Linked DNA regions of Mus musculus: all the other regions are linked to region 2. A link is a contact called in public HiCAR-type and HiChIP or PLAC-seq data. All regions are on one chromosome and are shown on one strand. The core of a region is the stretch at or near the end of the contact, and the rest is flanking DNA. Distances in the headings are between cores, read along the strand shown.

Region 1 (3,352 bases), core at 314-2,813, 470 kb after region 2:
AAACAGGGGAGATATAAACAAGGGAGAGATATAAACAAGGGAGATATAAAAACGAGGGAGATATAAACAAGGGAGATATATGGAGAAAGAAGAAACAGGACTGAATAAATGTGTGCAGAAGGATCCTGTAGCAGCGTCGTTCTTCCTGGCCAGTTGAGCGCGTGTAAGATTTTTTCTTTTTTCTTCTCTTTTCTTTCCTTCCTTCCTTCCTTCCTTCCTTTCTTTCTTTCTTTCTTTCTCTTTTGTTTTCTTTTACAGCTTCCTTAGACAAAAAATTGTTGCAGCTACTAGTTCTGGATCTCCTTTGCAGCTTATCTTGTCTTTGAGGGAGTCCCAACTTTAAATGCTTCCTCTGGCAGGGAGGGGCCTAGTGCATCTTGTCAGTTTCAGGGACTTCCTGAGATTTGAGGGGTTTACCTTCCAGTTTAAAGAGTGCCCCTGCTGAAGTAAATGTTTCAATCTTGGAGGAAACTTTCATAACACCTGCATTGTAGCAAGATCCCGTCTCAAAAACAGCAACAGGGGTTAAGCCATGGTTCTATACTTAATAGCTGTTATTCTCAGCCCCTAAATCTGGCTGTCACAACCACCTGAAATTCTAGCTCCAAGGGTCTGGCTCCCTCTTCTAGGCTCCTGTAAATGGAGTTACAGACAATTGTGAGCTGCCATGTGGGTGCTGGGAATTGAACCCAAGCCCTCTGGAAAAGCAGCCAGCAAGTGCTCTTAACCACTGAGCCATCTCTCCAACTCCTATATTTCTTAATTTTAAAAAAAGATTAGGTATGTTTATTTCAATTTATATGTTTGGATGCCTTGCCTGCATGTATGTGTATGTACTGTATGCATGCCCCATGCCTAAAAGGTCAGAAGAGGTCATCAGATTCCTTAAATTGGAGTTAAGGATTTTTGCGAACTGACATGAAAACCCCAGGTCCTTTGCAAGAGCAACAAGTGCCTTAACTGCGGAGCCATCCCTCCAGCCCCAAATACATCTTTTAAAAAATTCTCACCATCTGTTTTATAGCAAGAAAGTTTCACTCCCCGCCCCCATCTTCTGCTTTACACATTGAATCTCCCCCTGATGTCCTTTCCTGTTCCCTCAGTCCTTCCTTCAGATTCTACTGCCTTCAGCTCAACCTCAGGACATGGCTCACTAAAATGGTGTCCCAGACTAGCCTTAATTTCACAACCTCCCTTATTCCTGGCAGCATGTCATAGCCTTAGTCTTCTGTCTAAGTACTAACCAGGCCTGACCCCACCTAGGTACACCCTGGGTAGCTTAGGGCAGTGTCCCCAGAGACAGTCAGGGAGACTCAGTCAGGGTCTGGTGAAGCAATGGTTAGAAGCGCAGGCAGACATCCAGCTGCCTGGATGGAGAGTGGTTCCCCTGGGCACTGTGGAATGGGCAGCAGCATCCAGCCTTTCACTCTGCCAGTCCTGGCTACCAGCCACGGAGGATGCAGATCTGACTTTTATTTCTGAGAAACAGAGCCAGGGCTTCCCCTCAGCTCACCCCACACACCATGTTCTTAAAAACCTGAGTCACAGCCACCTTGTCTGAGTCAGCCTGGCTAGGGTTCCAGTCTCTATACCACCCCTACCAGCCACCACACCCTATACCCAGAGGATGTCTGCAAACCTTTTAGACCTCTGTTCATCAATGACATGTTAAGGTGTAAGAATGCCAGCCTTAAGGAGTGACTCAACGGTGGTGACGGGGGAGGGGTCCCTCCCTCCCACATAGAGTCACAACACCACAACCAGGACCAACAGCATCATCTGCCCAGAGTCCACCATAGCAGCCGGCTCCTTAGCACTGCCAGGCCTGTACAGAGGGGGTACATGCCTGCTCCTAGGTATGGTTTTAGGAGAAGGCTTTTATAGTAGACACGAGGGAGAGAACACAGGAAAGGCATCTGGAAGAGTCAGAGCTGAGAGAGGAAGTAGTAGACTGGACATGACCTGAGCTGAGCCTGGAGAAGAGAGAGATGGGGGATGGCAGAAAGGAAGACAAAAGAGATGAGAGAGCAGAGAGAAGGGTCAAGAGGGGACCAAGAGAGCACACGGCCAAAATGGCAGGGTTATTTAGGAATGAGAAACTGAGAGAAGGGAGGCTGTGAGCAGGTTAGGGTAGCAAGGGGGTGAGAATGCTGAGTGGAGAGCCACAGCACCTGAGGGAGCCTGGAGGCCAGCAGACACTTTGGTATGCTAATAGGCATCACAGTTAGCCATTTGTCCCAAGTTTCCTTTGGACCTGACAATGCCATTCTGCTTTAGAGCAACAAAGGAGAGAATTGCGTCATGGGAAAGTGAAGTCACTTGTTTCTGGTCGTGAGATGGCCAGTAAACTGGAGAGAGAAACCTAAAGCCCACGTTTCCTTCCACGCCCTCCAATCCCTCAGCACTTGTCCTGAGGATGCTGAGAACGCCATCCTCACATCCTCAGCTTTCCCCGATACTTGATTCAACCCAGAGAGGTGGTGATCATGGTGAGCCCACTTTACACCAAGGTACCCCGCCCTGTACACCGAGGCCTCTCCTCACTAAAAGCTGACTGCCATGTGGTCCTGTTGGGGTTAAGGTGTCTAAGATGGCCTCTGGTCACTAATGGGTACGGTGCCTATCAGGGGATAGGGTTCATCTTCTGGGAGCCATAGAATCCTCCCTCAGCAACAGAGGAGAGAGAAAGGGCACGATTAGGGTGAGCAAGGCAGCACCCACTGTGTTAACCCCTGGTTTTCCTCCTTTCAGCACTGGTTGAAGCAGCACCAAGCACCTTGAGAGAAGCTGGCTGACACCAACATTTGGACATCCCAGCCCTCAGAGCCTTGAGCCAATACATTCCTGTTCTTTGCAGTTCTCCTGTCTCTAGTATCCTGCTATAGCAACAGAAGGCAGAGTTTAGAGGACCTGTGTACTGTCAGAATTAGGATTCCATCTGATCTTCCAGCCCTGTCCAGAAGGACAGCTTACATGTAATCACTCAGGGAGGCCATATACTCGGCGCTGTTCTTGGGGTGTTCTATGCCCCAGCCCCTGGCTGTGCTATGGAAGAGAGGTATCACCTGAAGCACCCCAGACTCCCAGGAGCAGGGCCAGGCCAAGCCACAACCAAAGTGTTAGGGGAAAATCCTGGACTTGGGAAGCTCCAACATGTTGGCTATCTATTCCAATGTGCCAGCTAAAGAGACATGTTGAGAGTAAAAGGTAAAGGGGTCCAGTGACCCCCAACTTCATCTTCAGGGCCCTGACTTATATTAAAGCAGAGAAGGAATCGGGAGGAAGACAGGAAGTGTGCATACCTCAGCTCTGGTCCTGCAATGAGGTCCAGGAAATTGTTAGTCTGCTCATC
Region 2 (3,221 bases), core at 303-2,802:
ATCGGATACTATTGCAGATGGTTGTGAGCCACCGTGTGGTCGCTGGGAATTGAACTCAGAACCTCTGGAAGAGCAATCAATGGTCTTAACCGCTGAGTCATTTCTCCAGCCCCAATTTTTAAAATTTTATGTGTATGGTGTCTTGCCTGAATACGTGTCTGTGCATCACACTTATGTCTGGGGGTCCCTGGAGACTGGAAGAGGGTATTGGATCCCCTGGAACCCAAGTTACAGATGTTTGTGAGCTATCCTGTGGGTGCTGGGAGCTGTACCCAGGTTCTCTGTAGGGCAGCGTCAGTGCACGTACCTGCTGGGCCTTCGCTCTAGGCCATGACTTCTTTTTCTTTTGTTTGTTTGTTTGTTTGTTTGTTTGTTTGAGGCAATGTTTTTTTCTGTAGCCCAGGCTGTCCTGGAACTAGCTCTGTAGACCAGGCTAGCAGAGAACTCAGGAGGCTGCCGGCCTCTGTCTCTCAAATGCTGGGATTAACGGCGTGTGCCACCACATCCAGCCAGACTTCCATTTTTATACATAAAGTTCTCCAGTTCCATCCGTGTTCATACAAATGGCAGGATTTCCTTCTCTTTTGAGAATGAAGAGAATCCCATTGTCCACACACATCCACTGAAGACATGCAGATTGCCTCTGTATCTGGGCTACTGTGAACAGTACTACAGTGAACTTGGGAGTGCAGTTGTTAGACTTTCTTATCCCTGCAGGATTCTGAAGACCAGGGAGTCTAAGCAATGAAGTTGATGCTGTAGCATTGATTCTTCATGTCATATATTGGACATGGAGTTCTCAGTCACTGTGTGCTGAGAACTTGCTATAAGAAGGGGCCTGTGGTGGCCAGGCGTTGAGGAGCACACCTGAAATCCCAGCCCTCTGGAGTCTGAGACAGGAGGCTCTTGAGACAGACAACATAGTGACACCTGTGTCAAAGGAACTAAAAGCCAGACAAAGAACAAGTGACTGTGTGAACTCATGTCATTCTCACAATGACTCAAGGGCCCACTTTTCAAATGAGGGCATGGAGGTACGAGACAATTTATATACAAGTCCTTACCAAGGTATCAGACCCTGAAGCAAAACCCAGATCTACAGGGACTGCACGTAACACCTAACGTCCTGGGAGCAATCACAGATGGCTTCGTGGGAGAGGTGACATCTCAACTGATCATTGAAAAAGAGACAGCAAGAACTGACCAGGCAGCAGCACAGGATGTAATGGTCCAAGAGGAGGGAAGGCTATGTGGGGAGGACAAGAGCTGTTTGGACATCCTAGCCTGGAGAGTGGGCAGTGGGCAGTGGACAGGAACCAGGCGCAGGAGCCGGGCCAGAGAAGATCTAGAAGTGTCAAAGCCCTGTCATTAATACAACCAGGCTAAGCCCTCACTGCTAAGCCAAAAGCGACAGGTCGCTTACCTGTCCTCCCTGGACTAAAGCGCAGGCGCAGGTCAGCAGGGTGGCTTATTTACATCCCCAGGTCGAAGGGGAAAACCCAGGAAGTGTGGCCTAGGCCTAACAAAATCTCAGGCTAATAATAAACGCCCTGAGTAATGAGTGGTGTAGGCCAGGGCAGGCAGGAGGCTGGAGCTGTTGGCGCAGGAGCGTGGTGAGTAGCCAGCCGTGGTGGGTGAGGGCCAAGAGGGTGCTCCGGGGGCTGGAGATCTAGCAGTGCCACCACGGCACAAGCTAAGGCTACTCAGCTTTGGGACAGCTTCAGTCCTGCACACGGAAGAGGCCTCCGGGGGTCAGGTCTTGCCTGCCAGTGGGGTCAGCCAAACAGGCAGGAACCTTCTTTTTTCTATCCACGTGCTCCAGATTTGTTTCCTTGTGCCCCTGGATTAGTTTGAAGTGAATCTGGTAAATTTTGGATGCCTCGAGATGCAGCATTTAGATCTCTGCCCGCACTTAACTGCTGTGAATTTCTAAGAACTCTTAATATCGTGACGCGCCTACGAGCACAGGTGTTGAGCGCGAAGTGCTGATGATGTGTGTCCTCGGTGGGCAGATTCAAATCAGACCTTCATGGCCCTCAGGAGAAAAGTGGGTTCTGTATTTCAGACTCTACCTATCCCCATCTGCCTTCTTATTTTTCTTGCTGATTTTTGCTGATGAATCAGAGCTGTTTATCCTATAGTGTTAAAGAGTTTCCTTAAAGAGTTTCCTCCAAGCTGGGCGGTGGTGGCGAACGCCTTTAATCCCAGCATTCGGGAGGCAGAGACAGGCGGATTTCTGTATTTCTGAGTTCGAGGCCAGCCTGGTCTACAAAGTAAGTTCCAGGATAGCCAGGGCTACACAGAGAAACCCTGTCTCGAAAAACCAAAAAAAAAAAAAAAAAGTTTCCTCCAAGGCAAAGTCATCAGGACCCACCACTCACAGCAGCTCTCGACCCATCCCCCTACCCAAGCTAGACTCAGGCAGGCCTTTGCTAGGATTTCCATCTCTGTCCAGCAACCATGTCCACCAAGGATGCGAATGAGTTTCACAGAGAATCGCAAGAGGTGATGGTCAGGAGCCATCTTGACCCAAAAGGAAATGTCAGAGGACCTGGGACCAGCAGTTAGGAATCAGGGAAGAATGTTCTGGAACCCACATTAGCTTTCCAGTGCTTCAGTGAGAGCCCAGACAGGTGGAGAGTTCAAGTCACTGCTGTTCTTAGTTTGCACACTGGCCCTTGGCCTCGGATAAGTCTCTTCTCTTCACCTACAAAATGGGCCTCAAACCGCAAATCTGCAGTCAACCCTTCAGACCCTCTTGAAAAGTGACATTCAAAGGTTCTGGGAAGTTAGAAAAAAATCCTCTACCTTATTTCAGTATTTTAAATAATTTAACATTTAAAATAATTATTTTAATATTTATTACATTTGTATTATCATGAAATAGGTATATATTCTTTCCATTCATAGTTTCTCTATAATAATAAAAACTAAAGCAGTTACACTTGAAATTAAAACTAGAAAACCACTGGCTAGGTTAGTGGCACACACCTTTAACCCTAGCACTTGGGAGGCAGAGGTAAGCAGATCTCTGTGAGTTTGAGGCCAGCCTGGTCTACAGAGAGCTTCAGAACAGTCAGGGCTACATAGTGAGATCCTGCCTCAAAAAAACATAGTAATAGTAGTAGTAGTAATAGAAAGCCATTAAAATGAAAGTAACCACTTTAATGTATTTCACATAACAATTTTGTTTTACTCAAATAGAAAACTGGTGTGTGTGT
Region 3 (2,993 bases), core at 209-2,708, 380 kb after region 2:
CCTAGGGTAGCACCATCCACAGTGGGCCTGGCCCTTCTCCACCAATCACTAATTAAGAAAATGTTCAACAGGCTTACAAGCCCAATCACATGGAGGCTTTCTCAATCTTGGTTCCCTCCTCTCAGATAACTATGGCTTGTGCCAAATTGACAAAAAAACTAGCCAGCACAGACCTCTTCCTAAATGTCTCATCCTGTTGGTTTAGGACAGAAAAGCCTTATCTAATGAGTAATTTGGGGATTGAGAAGGCTTCCTTTCAGTAGCCTGTATCTTTCCAACGCTTTCAGTAAAGAACAGCAAGTGGCAGCCACCGGCTAGGAGAGAGGGGCCTAGAGCCTCTGCTTGTATGACTCTTGGCTCTAAGCTAAAAGAATTTCTTACATGCTTGCACCTCGGCCCACCTAGAACGCTGTGACCACATGCCTTTCCTCTTCCCCATAGGTGGCTTTGGGAATCCCGCCAACTGACTTCCAAGCTAACAGTTAGCGTGACCTGGTGTCATTACTGCAGGCTGAGCTCCCTAAAGTATACACATCTGCATCCGTTTGTTTCCAGGCTCCCTCATCATTAATGTGCTCTTTGATGTTTCCTTATAAGCTCTGAAAGTGAAGTCTGATTCTGCAGCTAAATTCCTGTAACGAATATGGCTAAATTACCTTCCAGGTCTGGATTTCAGTCACGCCCTCCAGAAAACTGAGATGTGTTCAATTTTATTTATTAAAGAAGTAGTTCCCAAATATTTTGCACTGGCCGGGCAATGAGGACCAGGCATTCAATGCCCCTAGAGTCGAGCTGGGGATCTAAAGGCAAGAAGCTCGCATTAAGCCACCTTGAATTGGACAGTGATAGAGTAAGTGCAGTTGAATCCAAGCACTAACAATGGTGTCTACCGAAAAGGATGCTGGTGGCTTGGGACCAAGCTCTGACATCCCTGAGCTACCAGTGATTTTCCAAAATTGGGTGACTGGTTCCGTGGGCTCCAGCTTCTCATGCAGGACGCGGGACTTGGACAAATGGAGTCTCCGGGTTTCGATGACAAGAGCCTCATAGGGCTGAAGGGCGCATTCTTCACCTGAGACAATGTGCTGGGTGATGCCCGCTGGACCACTCCCGCGCACCAAGCCTTCCAACGATGGCGTCTTTGCCGTCGCTGTGTGTGGCAACAGCGACACCACCTGGAGAGAGGTAACTCTAGCACGTGACTTTCCGCGGGCCTGAGTGCCGGTGCTGCTTCTTCTCAACATCCAGCTTTGCAGCCTGCGAGCTTCAAGCATGGCCAGACGAGTGAAGTCACACAGTGCGGGTCCGTGGACCCGCCCCTGGGGGTTAGGTTCCGCGCGACAGACACGGAGGACAGTGCCCAAAGCCATAAAGACTACTGCGCCTGCGCACTCTTACCTTTGAGCGAACTCGTCACCGCTTGAGAAATTTGTCCTAGACGACTTACCGTCTGTTTCCAAGACAACCGAGAGCCTCCTGGCAACAGCGCGCGGCCTGCGCCGGTCTCCCGGCCCATCAGTGCAATGGCTGCAGCAAGTCCCAGCGTCTTCCTGCTCATGATCACCGGGCAGGTAGAGAGCGCACAGGTAAGCAGTCGTGGACTCCGCCCGGGGACGGCCTGTTTCTCTCCCCGGGCTCTTCGCTCAGCTCCTAGAAAGCCAAGATGCTCTGAGCATCTCAAATAAATGGAAAGGAGAAGCAGCATTTGAGAACCTTGGCTCCAGGTAGATGAACCGGACAAGCTTGAGTGAAAACAGACCTCGAGGCGTTCAGCTGGTACCACTTGGATCCTGTTTACTTGGTTGAGTGGTGGCCTAGGACTAATGGGACTGAAGACTCAGCTGATCCATTTAACAGCTGGGAACTTACCGGAAGGCAGTGGCCAAGGTGGGATTTGACCCGGTCCGTCTAAGAGACAGAACTTTGCTACATTATTCTTCTGGGCTGCTTGTTGAAAATGCCCATTATTCCTACATATTCTGAGGTTTGGCTGACATGCTTTAGGTTCTGCCAAGTCTGAAGCTCAGTAGGTGTTCCTGCCTTCCCATTCATTGGTACTGCGTCCTCCCTGTTTTCCTCTATCCGATTAGAGGATGTCTGGGCTGCTTACTCTGGACACCTTCCTTGGCGTCTGCCCTGGGCCTTCCTTTCTCCGGGACCCTCAGTTTTAGCCATGTTCTTTGGCCCTGTAGCTTCTGGGTTTCACGTGAGCATCATTTCTGTAGAGCTAATTTGTGCCCAGCACTGGAGATGCGCTGAGGCATGAAACCTGTTCCTTCTTCAGTCTAACAGGGTTATCAGATAGACATTAGGTACCCACATGCAGAAATGCAGAGAAGTGAAGGGAGCCAAGCAATGATCCTTAAGCCAGCTAGAGACTGAAGGGGAACTCTGAAAGATGGGCAAGGGGCCTACCACATGTGGACTGAGAAAGACAAGACAGAAAGTAGACCCTGAGCAAAATAACCTACGGGTATTGGCAGTCTGGGACTAAGCCTGACTTCCTGATTTCCATTCCCTGCCCGCCCTGAAACCCATGTCCACCTCCTCAGTCCCAGATGCCTCGTGTTCCTAATTCCTGTCCACTGCATCTGCCTAGCTAATGTGTGGGCCCAGTTTGCCCTTTCTAGACAGAATCCTGTATACTTTTTCTCTCAGTTTCCAGAGTATGATGACCTCTACTGCAAGTACTGCTTTGTGTATGGCCAGGACTGGGCCCCAACAGCGGTAAGTTGGACTCATGGGCCTCCTCTGGTTAGAGCTTTGGTGATTCCTGAATCATACCCTTCTATTCGAGACCAAGAGGTAGACACTAAGGTCAGAGATGACCTAAACATTGCATTTGTTTTTGGGGGAAAGCTAGTTTATAGAATACAGTCACTACTGGGTTCGCTGGTGTACCCCTGGAGTCTGTTAGTGGCAGCTGAGAGGGACAAGTAGCAGCCTAACCAGGCAGGCTCTGGAGAACCACCTGCCAGTGGCTTTGGACAGCA

What was found. HiCAR-type assays count read pairs that join an accessible place to other places. HiChIP or PLAC-seq counts read pairs in DNA pulled down with a chosen protein or histone mark.
Region 1: a HiCAR-type map of Th17 cells shows a contact between it and region 2, with 3 times the contacts expected there. The contact joins the enhancer-like site here to the promoter of Tnfrsf13b in region 2. A contact is called at or near these places in 5 of 39 promoter capture datasets (the HPC-7 cell line, cranial neural crest, liver and 2 more) and 2 of 115 datasets of contacts at active chromatin or transcription factors (Th17 cells and embryonic basal ganglia).
Region 3: a contact with region 2 is called in an H3K4me3 HiChIP or PLAC-seq map of embryonic basal ganglia, with 3 times the contacts expected there. The contact joins the promoter of B9d1 here to the promoter of Tnfrsf13b in region 2. A contact is called at or near these places in 14 of 39 promoter capture datasets (the 3T3-L1 cell line, the C10 cell line, the SN4741 cell line and 8 more), 1 of 15 datasets of contacts at CTCF or cohesin (large pre-B cells), 7 of 484 Hi-C or Micro-C datasets (the AML12 cell line, the HL-1 cell line, cerebral cortex and 2 more), 21 of 115 datasets of contacts at active chromatin or transcription factors (the NIH/3T3 cell line, astrocytes, bone marrow-derived macrophages and 14 more) and 2 of 9 other capture datasets (adipose tissue and pancreatic islet).

The regions. Positions count from the first base shown.
Region 1 is chr11:61,596,263-61,599,614 of GRCm38.p6, forward strand. No RefSeq gene overlaps it. Among named protein-coding and RNA genes, the nearest start is that of Epn2, 18 kb to the left of the region's middle. Within about 2 kb of position 1,564, at least 62 of the 459 cell types and tissues checked have an H3K27ac peak or open chromatin away from gene starts, as enhancers often do. A contact at or near this core is called in Th17 cells, where this site is marked.
Region 2 is chr11:61,125,203-61,128,423 of GRCm38.p6, forward strand. It overlaps Tnfrsf13b (tumor necrosis factor receptor superfamily, member 13b), which reads left to right and starts at 1,553. Exons shown (of 5, transcript NM_021349.3): 1 at 1,553-1,613.
Region 3 is chr11:61,503,686-61,506,678 of GRCm38.p6, forward strand. It overlaps B9d1 (B9 protein domain 1), which reads left to right and starts at 1,459. Exons shown (of 7, transcript NM_013717.3): 1 at 1,459-1,586; 2 at 2,659-2,727. The coding sequence starts at 1,524. B9d1os (a long non-coding RNA gene) reads right to left here and starts at 1,401. Exons shown (of 1, transcript XR_141098.4): 1 at 700-1,401.